Regions from separate parts of the Anas platyrhynchos genome. Here region 2 is linked to region 1. A link is a contact called in public Hi-C data. All regions are on one chromosome and are shown on one strand. Each heading gives the region's core, a stretch centred on a gene start, on an enhancer-like site or on the middle of the called end of the contact. The rest is flanking DNA. Distances are from core to core; before and after follow the strand shown.

Region 1 (5,783 bases), core at 1,093-3,592:
TGAATAAATCTCCAGCACAGCAGATGCATGTGGACTGCATGTGTCACACATGGATCACAGCAGGAGTTGGATACCTTGCTATTTAGGAAAGCTTTGTGTTTTTTTTTTTTTTATAGTTTCACAGCAGTCTTGGGTTTTGCTGTTTCAGTCTTTGCCTAGTAGGACTAACCTATTGTCATACACCTGTATGATCGTGCTCTTTAATTATTTGGCTCTTCATTTTTCCTGCCGATGTGAAATAATTGCCAAACAACTACCTGCTAATGTGCCTTATGCATCTGTCCTAAAAACCAATACCGACTAGGAACACAGTTCCTCTGGGAATGCAGGAAAGTACAGTTGCACAAATCTGCGGTCAGTTGTAGCACCTTGATTATGCATTGGTATCTATGTAAAACAAATAATATTTCTAAGAGTACATAGGTGCTATATAAATAAAATTCTAATTTTTCTGGAACAGGATTTCAGTAATAATGTTATAAATAACTAAAAATGAATTATTTTGTTGTTGTAAGCAGGACAACCACAGGAATATAAAATATGCAAAGAAATAACCATAGCTTTAATCGCATATATGTGATTCTGCTTTGTTTAAAATTTTCAATAAGTACTGTGTGGAATGTTTTTATTCTTTTATGTTAAAAAATTGTAAGAAGCAGTTATTGTTCCTAGCTGGAAAAACAGACATGAGACCTAAAAAGAAATTTCAAGAGTATTTTTATTGATCCCTTTTCTTTGGTGAAGTAGCAAGGTGACACACAATTATTCTTTCCTAAAGCATCATTAATAACTTAGGCTTCTGATGAAATATTATATAAATAAACAGTGTTTTGAAGCAGACATTTTTTTCTTACATATATGTTTTTCCTAGTTTTCTCAAGCTCTAACCATCTTGCATCAGCATATTGTCACCAATTAAAGCAATTTATATGTTCTTAAAGGTCAGAACTAATGCTTCACAACATTCCCCTATGTAAGGGATGAAGTGTTGAGAGCGACTCTTAAGATGGGCAGTTCAGAATGAAGGGATGAAAAGGATGCTTAGTAACTCTAGAACGAGGGCTTTTCTAGTTTTCCCAGCTAGTACTGTCTTGTGTTGTACAGAAAGCACTCTAATAACCTTTTGTGTCCATGGAGAACCTTTCCATGGTCCAAACAGTAACACATACTGTATACAGAAAAATTGTCATTTTGTGTTCCGTTGATATTTACAGAAAGAGAAGAAGTCTTTATCAGTGTTGTCTTTTGAGTTTTAGCAAACTAGCTGGAGCTATCAATGCAGCCTATAACCACTGCTTGCTTTCCTATTTTTGTGTTGCTGAAATTTGCCGTGAAGCAGAGTGTGTTCTTTTTCAGTTCTCTGTGAGTAAGGCCCTTTTTGTTTCTTTGGTGAAGATCTGCTAGTTGTCAACATAAATTCAGCAGAGACCTGGCAGAAATACACGCCAGTCCAACTACCATTATTGTGATTTAAACTGATGACTGAAGAATTGTAATGAGCACAGCTCTGCTGAATAGTTCTGCCACTTTAATGATCTCACCAGACTTGCAAAAAAGAGTGTGAGCTGATATAATAAATGGAAGCAAGAATTTCATCTTATTCTTGTGTCTATATACTGATTACTTCATAAAAAGATTGAGAAGAGGTGGTTACTCAGTTCATTTAAGGTGAGGGAAAATGAAAACGCAGTTAAAAATCCACATAGCACATGGTAATCCCCATGGTCACTCCAGCAGCAGTAAATCCTTTCTCAAGACAATGGAGCTGGTTTGTTTGGAATCTATACTAGGTGCTACTGCAACACAGTAGAAAATAACTGTTTTCTGCATGTGGTACCCCAAGCACAACAGAGCCACTTAAGCACAATGGTAAACAGTCACATTAAATAGATGGGTCAGGTCTTGCTGTGCAAACGCTTCCTGAATTCAGCATCTCTTCTTACCAGGGATGTTTTTCCTTTGGGGTGGGTGGGTGGAGGGGGGGAGGAGAGAGAAGGGGTACAGTTATGGGTACCAAGACTCGACTTTCATCTCTTGTACCACTGAAACCATCTTCTGATATGCAGTCAGGAATATTATTCTGCAGTGTTTCATATGATAACAGAATGCAAAATTAAATGAAAGTGATATTTTCTTAATAATCATTGAGAGCTAAAGGAGTTTTCTTGAAATCAGTTGCATCACTCTATTATAGAACTAAGAAATACTACGCTTATGAGTTTCTTGAGATACAGTTTTTCAAAGACAAAGGTAAGTTGGAGCATGTAGTCATTAGAGAATTTTAAAGATGGGTTAGAGTCAGAGGATTTAACCCTATTTTTTATTTATTTTTTTCTACTTCAGAGGTTCAACATGCTGTGAAGATTCCTGTGCTGATTGGGTCTGGAGTGACTATGGAGAATGTCAAGAATTACGTGGATGCAAATGCTCTAATAATTGGTTCGTATTTCAAGAAAGGAGGTTATTGGGCAAACAGTGTTGATCCTGAGCGAGTAAAGAAATTTATGGATCACATAAGTAAACTGAGAGAATGAGTTTGTCAAACAGTATTCTTTTTGTGTGTATACAAATGCAGTATGATATATCGCACTGAATTAAAGCACAAATGTACACTTTAGTGGCTAATAACTTTAAATTAAAACGCACATCATCTCCATAACTAACTGGGGAACGTGGTGACACTTTACAATGAACTGGTGCTATGATGTTTGTTCCTAGGCAGCAGAATTCTGTAGCACTCAAAGCCACTGCCAAGACAAAACCAGCTCTCCAAAGGCTTTTATAATATATTCTCTCCTATATGCAAAGTGCTTATGGAGTTTAAGAAATTGTAGTAAATACTGATTGCAGGATGAGCTGAGTTTTGCTTTGCATGTGAGTACAATAGGACACCCTAAGTTTACAGCTACCAGTATTGTAAATTGGACAAGTTAATTAGCCTTTCAGTTTCCCATCTGTAAAATGATGATAATAGTACCTACATCACAGGGGGGTTGTAAGACATAATAAATGGATGAATGTACAGCACTTTCATCTCCTCAAATGAAGGGCTCTATTAAAGTTCAAGATCATTATTTTTTCATTAGAATTGTGCATTTATTACAAAAATGTAATAATTGTATACCATACAAAAATTTAAGATAATTGGGAAATTGATTTACTTACAATACTTATTAGAGAATAAATGTAAATATTTAATTACATTTTAAGTAGAGTTGGAATTTAGTCAAAATGTTTTTGCAAAAATTGGAAACTTTATTAAAGGCTTATTGTTATTTTCCAGCAAGCTCCTACAGCTTTGTACCTCTTCAGACTAGTATTAGTGATGTTTAAAACTGCCAGGTTCCTTCCAATACGCAAGTTATAGTTATGATGGAATTCTTTCTACCAAAACTGACAGGGAAACATGGATTTTCATTTTTTCCTCTAAAATGTAGAGGAAAAATGTGATGATCTATCTATATTGTTAAAGGTACCCCTTAAATTTAATCTTTTAGCTGTAAGGAATACAAAACAAAGAAAAAACAGAACAACAGAAACACAGCAATGAATACCTGTTGTGTCATGGCTGTATAAAATGTGGACATATGTTTTCATTCCTTGGGATTGCAAGCTAAGTTTACCCTCTGGGATCTCTCTCCTGACATGTATGCATCAGGCTTCTGCTGATGCTAATGAAAGTTATATTGTACATATCAAAGCGAGCATACAAACATATTTCTTCTGTCAGCTGGCAGAGTGCCCATGCTTCTCTGAACAAAAGATACATCCTCCTTCCAAAGACAAAAGAGATTTTTTCAAGAAATTTAGCTTCATTAACAGAATGGTGATTCTAAAACATCACAGCATGAGATCAAGTCTTCTCTTTAGGTTCCCTTTTTTTGGACTAGTCTGTCTCCCACATGACTCCCATTAAAAGCAGACATAACTTTAGACATAACGTTGACCTCCTAGAGAAGGGGTTGTTTAGACCCTATAACAACCTTGGCATTCTTCTGCTTATATCCCTTTTCCTTCTAAGTATGCTGACAAAGTTTCAATCTATAAAAATCCTTTCAGGTGTCTCTTTATTGTGGGCAGCACTACTTTTTCAAAGTCCACATTTATACATGTGATTTAATGTCCTGAGTATTTGGACTTCCATCACAAACAATGGTTCCATCCCAAACAATGTCCAGAAAGTAGGAGCATTCAAGGATTTATATATATTTTTCCTCTACACACTCATTCACCATTAGCATATTTTGATGTATTTATCAAGTAAACCATTGATCTGGTTTAACTGATAAGTTCTTAGCATAACTAATCAGTTCCATCTTATGGCCTCTTTATTATGAAAAATGCCACATTAAAAAAAAAAATAAAGAAAGATTTAGATATTAGTAATATCAGTGTGCTTAAATTGACACATTTTCCACTTTTGTGTATTTAGGACTGTTGTCAGGCCTTTCACAGGTCTGATCATTGCCTAGAAGACTTAGTGATTGTTGTACCAACAAATATTTTCTAATACAGTTGCCACCAACTTCATTTTCACTCAACCTGTAAGCTAGAAAGGCTGGTGTGTAAGCAATGAACATTTGCCGGTGCTTTCATGCCATAAGCAAACACTGTCAAGTAGTCAGTTGAAAACTACAACCAATATACTAATAAGCATCTTTCTGTGATGATAATTATTTTTAAGAAACTGAATGAGTTGCCAAAATCACATTCATTTCTTTATGAAAATATAATGTGTTACCAGAATGCTTGTTGGCTTGGTTTCTACGCATTCGTGTCCTAAAACTGCAGTGACTGGGACTCTGAGGGGCCTTAAGCTGAATAAAAGGACTGATAAGTGAGAACTACTTCATTTAGACCTTGCTTATAGTACTGAAGTAATGCCATACACAGTCTTTGCATGACAAAACCTTAATGAGTTGGTGTAATACCTCAAAACATGCAATGAATACTGTAGACAGCACTTTCACTGTCAGTATTTCATTTAACACCACTGTAACACTTTACAGAAGGAACAGGCTGTAATTTGGACCTGTATTATTACATATAAACTCTAAGTGAAGAATTTAGGGACCAGAAGCAAAGGAAAGCTGATTTTAAAGCCTGGAAATGTGATTGATCACCAGTTCTCTATCATTCTTTGTGCTGAAAGTATTTGTCTAGCAGCATTAAGCATCTGCTTGCCTGTTTCACACAGATGCTGTAAATAGAATTTGACCTTTTGTTCAGAAAGTGTTTGAATATTTAATGTAAAAAATATTAAGTTATCAGGCAGTCTCTTTTGGGAAGAGTGTTGAATTTTTATACAGCCCAAGTTCTTGACGTACTTTGGAGCATGAATAACTTTAGAGCAGAACAAAGGAGGCAGTGCTAATGTGTAGTAACTCCAGAAGTAAATAACAGCTGTTCAAGAAGACTTCTATTAAATACATATTAATTAATTTGAAGTGCATCACTTAAATATGTGAAGAGATTATCTTGTGTTAATTTACATTAAAACACACAGCACTTGTTAGCCTCATTACAGTATCCTAAGTGTATCCTAAGCTATCACCTCATCCTACATTGAATGTTTTGTTGGGTGTTGATTGCTTTCGATTTGCCCTTTTAAAATGTCAGATAGTGGCCTCCCTTTCTTGTTAGATTTCTTCTTTCTCACACATTTTGCTCTTGCCTAGTTACTACACTTACTTGTGTCCATTATGTGCTGAGCAGGAAAGAACAGATTGTGAAAATGTAATAGAAGTTACCCACAGCTCAGTTCCCTTATGTGCCCACCCAAA
Region 2 (5,783 bases), core at 1,311-3,810, 58 kb before region 1:
AGCTGGCCCTGGGCTGGGGCACACACCCAAGTCGCATCCCAGTGCTGTCCTCTGATCCTAGACACACTCCTACCCAGGCACAGAGCTGGCTCCAGGCGCATCCTTTACTCTGAACTTTCCCTGATGCCCGTGCTAATATTTTACATTCCCATTGTATCTTTTGAGGAATATGTTGTGTTTTCTTTCCACAGAAGAGTGTAGCCATCAAACTGTTCCATCCCTGCCACACAATGAGTCATGGGCTGCTTGGTAATACTGGGGGAAAATACCCCTTAGTCTGCAATGAAATCCATCCTCCTTGTTTTTAACATCCAAGTAATAAAATTCACACAGCTAAATGAAAGATGTTGTTAATTATTTTACAGACTCGTTGCCAATTCATTCTCTCCCGTGTTATATTGAGGTCAGTTAAGTGCTGCGGTTTGCTCCATACTTCACCAGCGACACAGCATGTGCAATGCTGAGAAAAATGGGTGAGAAGGTGTATTTCTTTAAGTCAAACAAGATAAAGTTTGTTTGCCAGTTGATTACTAAACCTAGGAAAGATCAAACGTCTCCAATCAAGGAGAACTGGGTACAGCGGTTCCTAGCAAGTGCTGTGGCTAATTCCAGACCAAAGGGGAAGCAGGATAAGAGGAAATTTATGAGTAAGCTCTTGAAGTAATGAATCGAAAGTAATGCTGATTGGCCTCATTTACAGCAGTTCAAAAGCTGATCGTCATTGCTGAAGTAGCAAAGGATCAACTGACAATTGGTCCCACGGCAAGGAGTGGAGTTGACCCGCAGGAAGCAGTGCTGGGGGCTGCAGGCTGGGCTGCCACGGCCACTGGCCCCTGTGGCCCTGGCCCTGCTGGGGCACCAGCGGAGCATCCCTGGGGAGCAGGGCACACAGTGCTGAGCATCACTGGCTGGGTTTTGCCTCCATGAAAGAGGGGGACAGGAGCTGCAGGGTGGTTGAGTGCGGCCATCAGGTGCTAGCAGATGCCTGCCGGGAGAGGAAAGCTGTGAAGCACAAGGCCAAGCACTGGCCCAGGGCTCATGCAGGGTCCTCGCTGCCCGCCCGGCGCCACCAGGGCTCTGCTCGCCTCCAGCAGCCAGTCAGCAATAAATCAAAGCAAAAGCCAGTAAATCTTCAGTGATTCCAGCTCCTATTTTTAGAACTAAGGATGTTTCTCACCAGCGCATCACTGTATGCTCACGCAGAACCAGGGCAGGGAGAGCGAGCAGCACATTTGTTACCAATATACCTTCACTTTGAGATGGAGTCTGACCCATGTCTAGGTCAGAGCTGTCCAGGAATATATTATTTGTGAACATGGAGCCATCTGGAAAACATGTGATTCGGCTGAATTTGGACAAAAGCATCTGCCCATAGGTTGCACCATGAAGCATGCAGTGTATGGAAATGTTTGTCTCATCCTGGCTGAGGTACATTGTTATGACTAATTTTTGTAGGCCACACTGCATTCAGTCAGGATGTGCAGTGAAAACAACATGCCTGATAAAATTTTGAGGCAAAGAAATGTATAAATTTTGAAACTGTGGAGCGAAAAATGGCATTTTCCACCCACATGTATGATCCTTACATAAGCACCAACTCACTGCCCGCACACCCGCGTGGCTGAAAGCCTGGCATTTCCCCATGGGCTTTCTCGTAGCTGGGGACAACCAAGGGCAACGCTCAGAGCCGCAACAAGTTTTTTTAGGCTCTGCATACGAGGACAGGCTGAGAGAACTGGGCCTGTTTAGCCTGGAAAAGAGAAGACTGAGGGGAGACCTCATTAATGTCTATAACTATCTGAGGGGAGGGTGTTGAGAGGGTGGAGCAGGTCTCTTTTCAGTTGTGCCCAGTGACAGATTGAGAGGCGGCAGGCACAAACTGAAGCCCAGGATGTTCTGGCTGATTATGAGGGGGCACTTGTGTACTGTGAGGGTGACTGAGCACTGGCACAGGCTGCCCAGGGAGGCTGTGGAGTCTCCTTCTCTGGAGATATTCAAAACCCGTTCTGTGCATTGTACTCGGCAGGGGGTTGGGCTGGATGATCTCCAGAGGTCCCGTCCAACCTCGGCCATCATTCTGTGTCTCTCTGTTTTGCCACAGGGCGACCCAGCGCGGCCCTGGCGGCCCGCAGCCCGGCCGTCCCGGGGTTCCCCCCGCGGGTGCGGGCCCCAGGGCAGCCCCCAGAGCCCCGCAGCCGGCGCTCCCCGCCCGCTGGGCGCCCGGGCAGGCGTGGGGCGGCCCCGCGGAGCCGCCAGGTGGCAGCAGACCCCCGGCAATACGGCCGAGCTGCGGCGGCGCCCCGCGGCCGGCCCGGGGCGGCGAGGCCGGGTCGAGACTCGGGAGCGAAGCGACCCCGCTGGCTCCCGTCCCACGGCCGAAATCGCTCGGGCGACGGGGCACGCCTGAGGCGGGGGCGGCGGCACAGGCGGCCGCTGTCCCGAGGGCAAGAGCGGCCCTCGCCCCGCGGGCTGAAGGCCCAGGCGTGCCCCGCGAGACCCGGGGAGCCGCGGCCTCGGGCCCCGCAGTCCTGGCTGTGCAGGGCCGAGCAGCTCCGCGGCCCCGGAGCTGAGGGGCCGAGCGGCACCGAAGGGCGGTGTTGTTCGCAGCCACCGTGCACGGCCGGCAGTGCACACCCAAAGGGGTACCGTCGCGGTGGTAGCCCCACATGGGCACCTGTGGGGCTGAAGTTGTTTCTTCATAAGCTGGAAATGCGGACACAGCCCTGTCCACACTGATTTTTCTCCTCAACGATCTCATGCGCAAATGGAGACTGCTCCACATCGCCTCAATTAAGCGGCCAAGATGTGCTGAATAATGAATGAGCATGGAAAGGCCTCAGCTGCAGCCAGGCCTGAGTCCCGGCGTGGCTCCAAGTGCCACTTTGCTGGGGAAGCATCTCTCAGATGAATGGGGGCATCGCGGGTACCTCTTCTGTGCCCATCCCACCCAGGACTGTGAGCCTACAGGCACTGGTGGGGAGAGGATTGAGCCCAAGGGCAGCAGGGAGAGCTTAGACCCAAGCATCCCACAACCCCATCCCTTCATCTCCCTGCCCAAGGCTGCCAGTCCCCCACTACATTTCTATCTCTTGTATATAGACCACTGCCTGCTTTGAATGAGTTACAGTGCCTGCGTTATGTATATGAGATTAAACTAAAAGTTAATAAAAGTCGCATCAAGCAAGACCATCAAGTGTTTGTTACAAGAAACAAGGAAAATAAGTCTTCCATTCCACTCTGTTTTTGCATTTATTTGGGGGCAAAGTATGCACAGAATGGCATTTTGCTCCCACCTTGTGCAGCAACATACCTTTGTTTAAAAGACTATAAAGAGCAGAGATGTGAAATGAGTGAATACAATTTGAGGTTATTGCTTGGGTGGGCAAGAGAACATGAAAATTTAAAACATCGCAGCAGCCTACAGATGTAGGCAAACTCCTGGCTGTTCAAGGAACTGATTGTTCAGTAAATGCAAACGGACAAAGCAAAGCATCACTGAACTTGAAAGATAAAGGTCGTAACAATAGAGGCTTCTTAGAGTGGGAGTCATTTTTTCTCTTTTTTCCCTGTTTATATAAGTAAAATACAATTTGAGCAACTGGAACATCAGCTCTTTGCAGTGAAAGGTAATTTGGCTGGAACAGCCAATAAGATCATGTAAGATTCTCTAAAGAAAGCCCAAATGTGTGTCCTCGTTTCATTAATAAATGGCTTGAATCCAAGCATAAAAATGATGTGACTATAATGGTTTATCCAACTGGTAGCCACATTCCTTGTTAGCGAGAGATCCCATGTGGGAACGTTAAAATAAGACATCCCCACATAGCCTGGAAGTGATGAAACGCGACCTAGCAGCTTCAGCACGCATCAGAGGATGGAGCTTAGTAATAAAATATTCAAATAAACAATTCAGCCCTAAATGTTTCTGTACCTGCTGGGTGTCCAGATTTTGAAACTGGGATTTAAAGATCTTTATATTTCTATGTGCCAAGTTTCCATAAGTAAATTTGAAACGAAATGTAACAAGCTGATAATTAGGAACTGATTTGTAGCTGGAAATATAACTGGATCATTTAAACCCGTATGTTGGCTTAGCGCTGGAAAACCAGCAAAATCTAGCATCTCTTTGTGAATAAATCTTTGGCATGCCACAGGTAGGAGAGGGACCATGTGATATGGTAGGTTCTCATTTTTTGCTTCAGTAGACTCATTTTTTATTGAATAGCAGAGTAAATATTTAAGCAAAACTAGTGTAAACTGCTGGCAGGTATGCCATGCTAAGTAGCAGTCATTTACTTTTAAATAATTAAAAGTCAATATACAAGCATAGCATTCTTGTTTCTGTGCAGAGTACAGTACCACTGCTCTGCCTACGTGTCACTTCTGAGCTTGATTTACTAATAAAACGTTTAGCTCAGCTCATTCTGAAAAAGAGAAAAAAAAAAAAAAAAAGGGTTTTAAAAAGCAGCCCACTCTGTTGTGTATGTTTTGGGGTATTTTGGCTACACAGACCCCAGCTATTTCTGCATGTGAGACTGAATTTGCATTACTTGTGGGGCTGATAGGGAAAGCCCTGATTTCCTTTGCATTATGCATAGTGGAAGTGTCAGGATGGCTCTGATGGCGTTTAATTAAATATTTGGCAGTGTTTAATTAATTAAATATTTAAACATTAAATACTAAATAGGATGTGATATCTGCTTAGTGGACATTATGTCTCAATAGCCATTAGTCATTAAATAGGACTCAAATTGGCCCTAGAAGACTCCCCTTAGCTAAGCAAGGTCTTAAGTACATGCACTTTCGGATCTTCATTAATAAGTAATAGAGGCCAATTCAGACTATGTAGCAACACAGATATCCCTATTAACGAAAATGTTAATGTCTCTGTTTGAGACCACGCTCTCCAGCCCAGACAGCAGGCAAGGCGCTGGGCTCGCCGGCTGATTTATGGGCAGCTGGCCGGAGCTGGATCTCCCGCCCAGACCTTCCCAGAGAAGAACAAAGGCGCAGAGCTCAGATGCCTGTGGTCTACCAGGCCCAGTGTGTCTGGATGGGACTATTTTAGGTTAACTTCAGGGAATTTTAAATTAATGACGTGGTTTAGCATTTGCACACACTTGCACTCTCTGCAAGAGCCCTGCTGCCCGGGGAGCCATGTAGAGCCTCGGCGCAAATGAGAATCAGGCTCTGCACATCCTCCCTCTGCCAGATTCTCACAACCATTTGCCATGGTCGGATCCAGCCAAATGCTAACACACGCCAGCACTTTCAACGCACGTTCTTCCCATAGACATCGGGAGAATGACTTACACGCTTAAAATTAAGCACGTGAGTAAGTGCTTGGATGAAACAAGGTCTATAAAAAAAAGGGGGGAGGCTGATGCTTTAAAGATTTTCCCGTAAGATATTTTTAGCAGGGAAACAATGTTTTACAGGCCCTTGTGGTTTCAAATTTGCTATTTCATTATTCTCTATTCCCTAGACAACTACTAGTGGCAAACACTTCATACTTTTCATCTCAGCGATATTTTTGGTAAGATTTATCATTTTTGCCACAAAGCCCAAATGCTGCACTCCAGGACGTGCTCTGAGCTTCTTTCAACACTGCTCTGCTCAGCAGTGGTTTCTCAGCCCACACAGGCAGTGCCCAAGGGCTTGGCGGGTCCTGGTGGATCAGGAAGGGAAGGCGGGTGACCAGCTCCCCCAGCAGCCCAAGACTTCTCAGAACTGTGCACTGCTGTAAGTTAAAGCAACTCTGAGATTGTTTTAAGTGATGCTGA

Evidence for each region. Hi-C and Micro-C count contacts between places; a contact is called where the count stands out from the background.
Region 2: a contact with region 1 is called in a Hi-C map of F1 follicle, with 2.7 times the contacts expected there. The contact joins the enhancer-like site here to the promoter of C12H19orf12 in region 1. A contact is called at or near these places in 3 of 8 Hi-C or Micro-C datasets (F1 follicle, liver and skeletal muscle).

The regions. Positions count from the first base shown.
Region 1 is chr12:19,830,193-19,835,975 of IASCAAS_PekinDuck_T2T, reverse strand. C12H19orf12 (chromosome 12 C19orf12 homolog) reads left to right here and starts at 2,342. Exons shown (of 3, transcript XM_072043830.1): 1 at 2,342-2,439. It overlaps LOC101792714, which reads left to right. Exons shown (of 6, transcript XM_072043827.1): 6 at 2,344-2,617. The coding sequence ends at 2,534.
Region 2 is chr12:19,888,413-19,894,195 of IASCAAS_PekinDuck_T2T, reverse strand. No RefSeq gene overlaps it. Among named protein-coding and RNA genes, the nearest start is that of URI1, 26 kb to the left of the region's middle. Within about 2 kb of position 2,560, at least 3 of the 8 cell types and tissues checked have an H3K27ac peak or open chromatin away from gene starts, as enhancers often do. A contact at or near this core is called in F1 follicle, where this site is marked.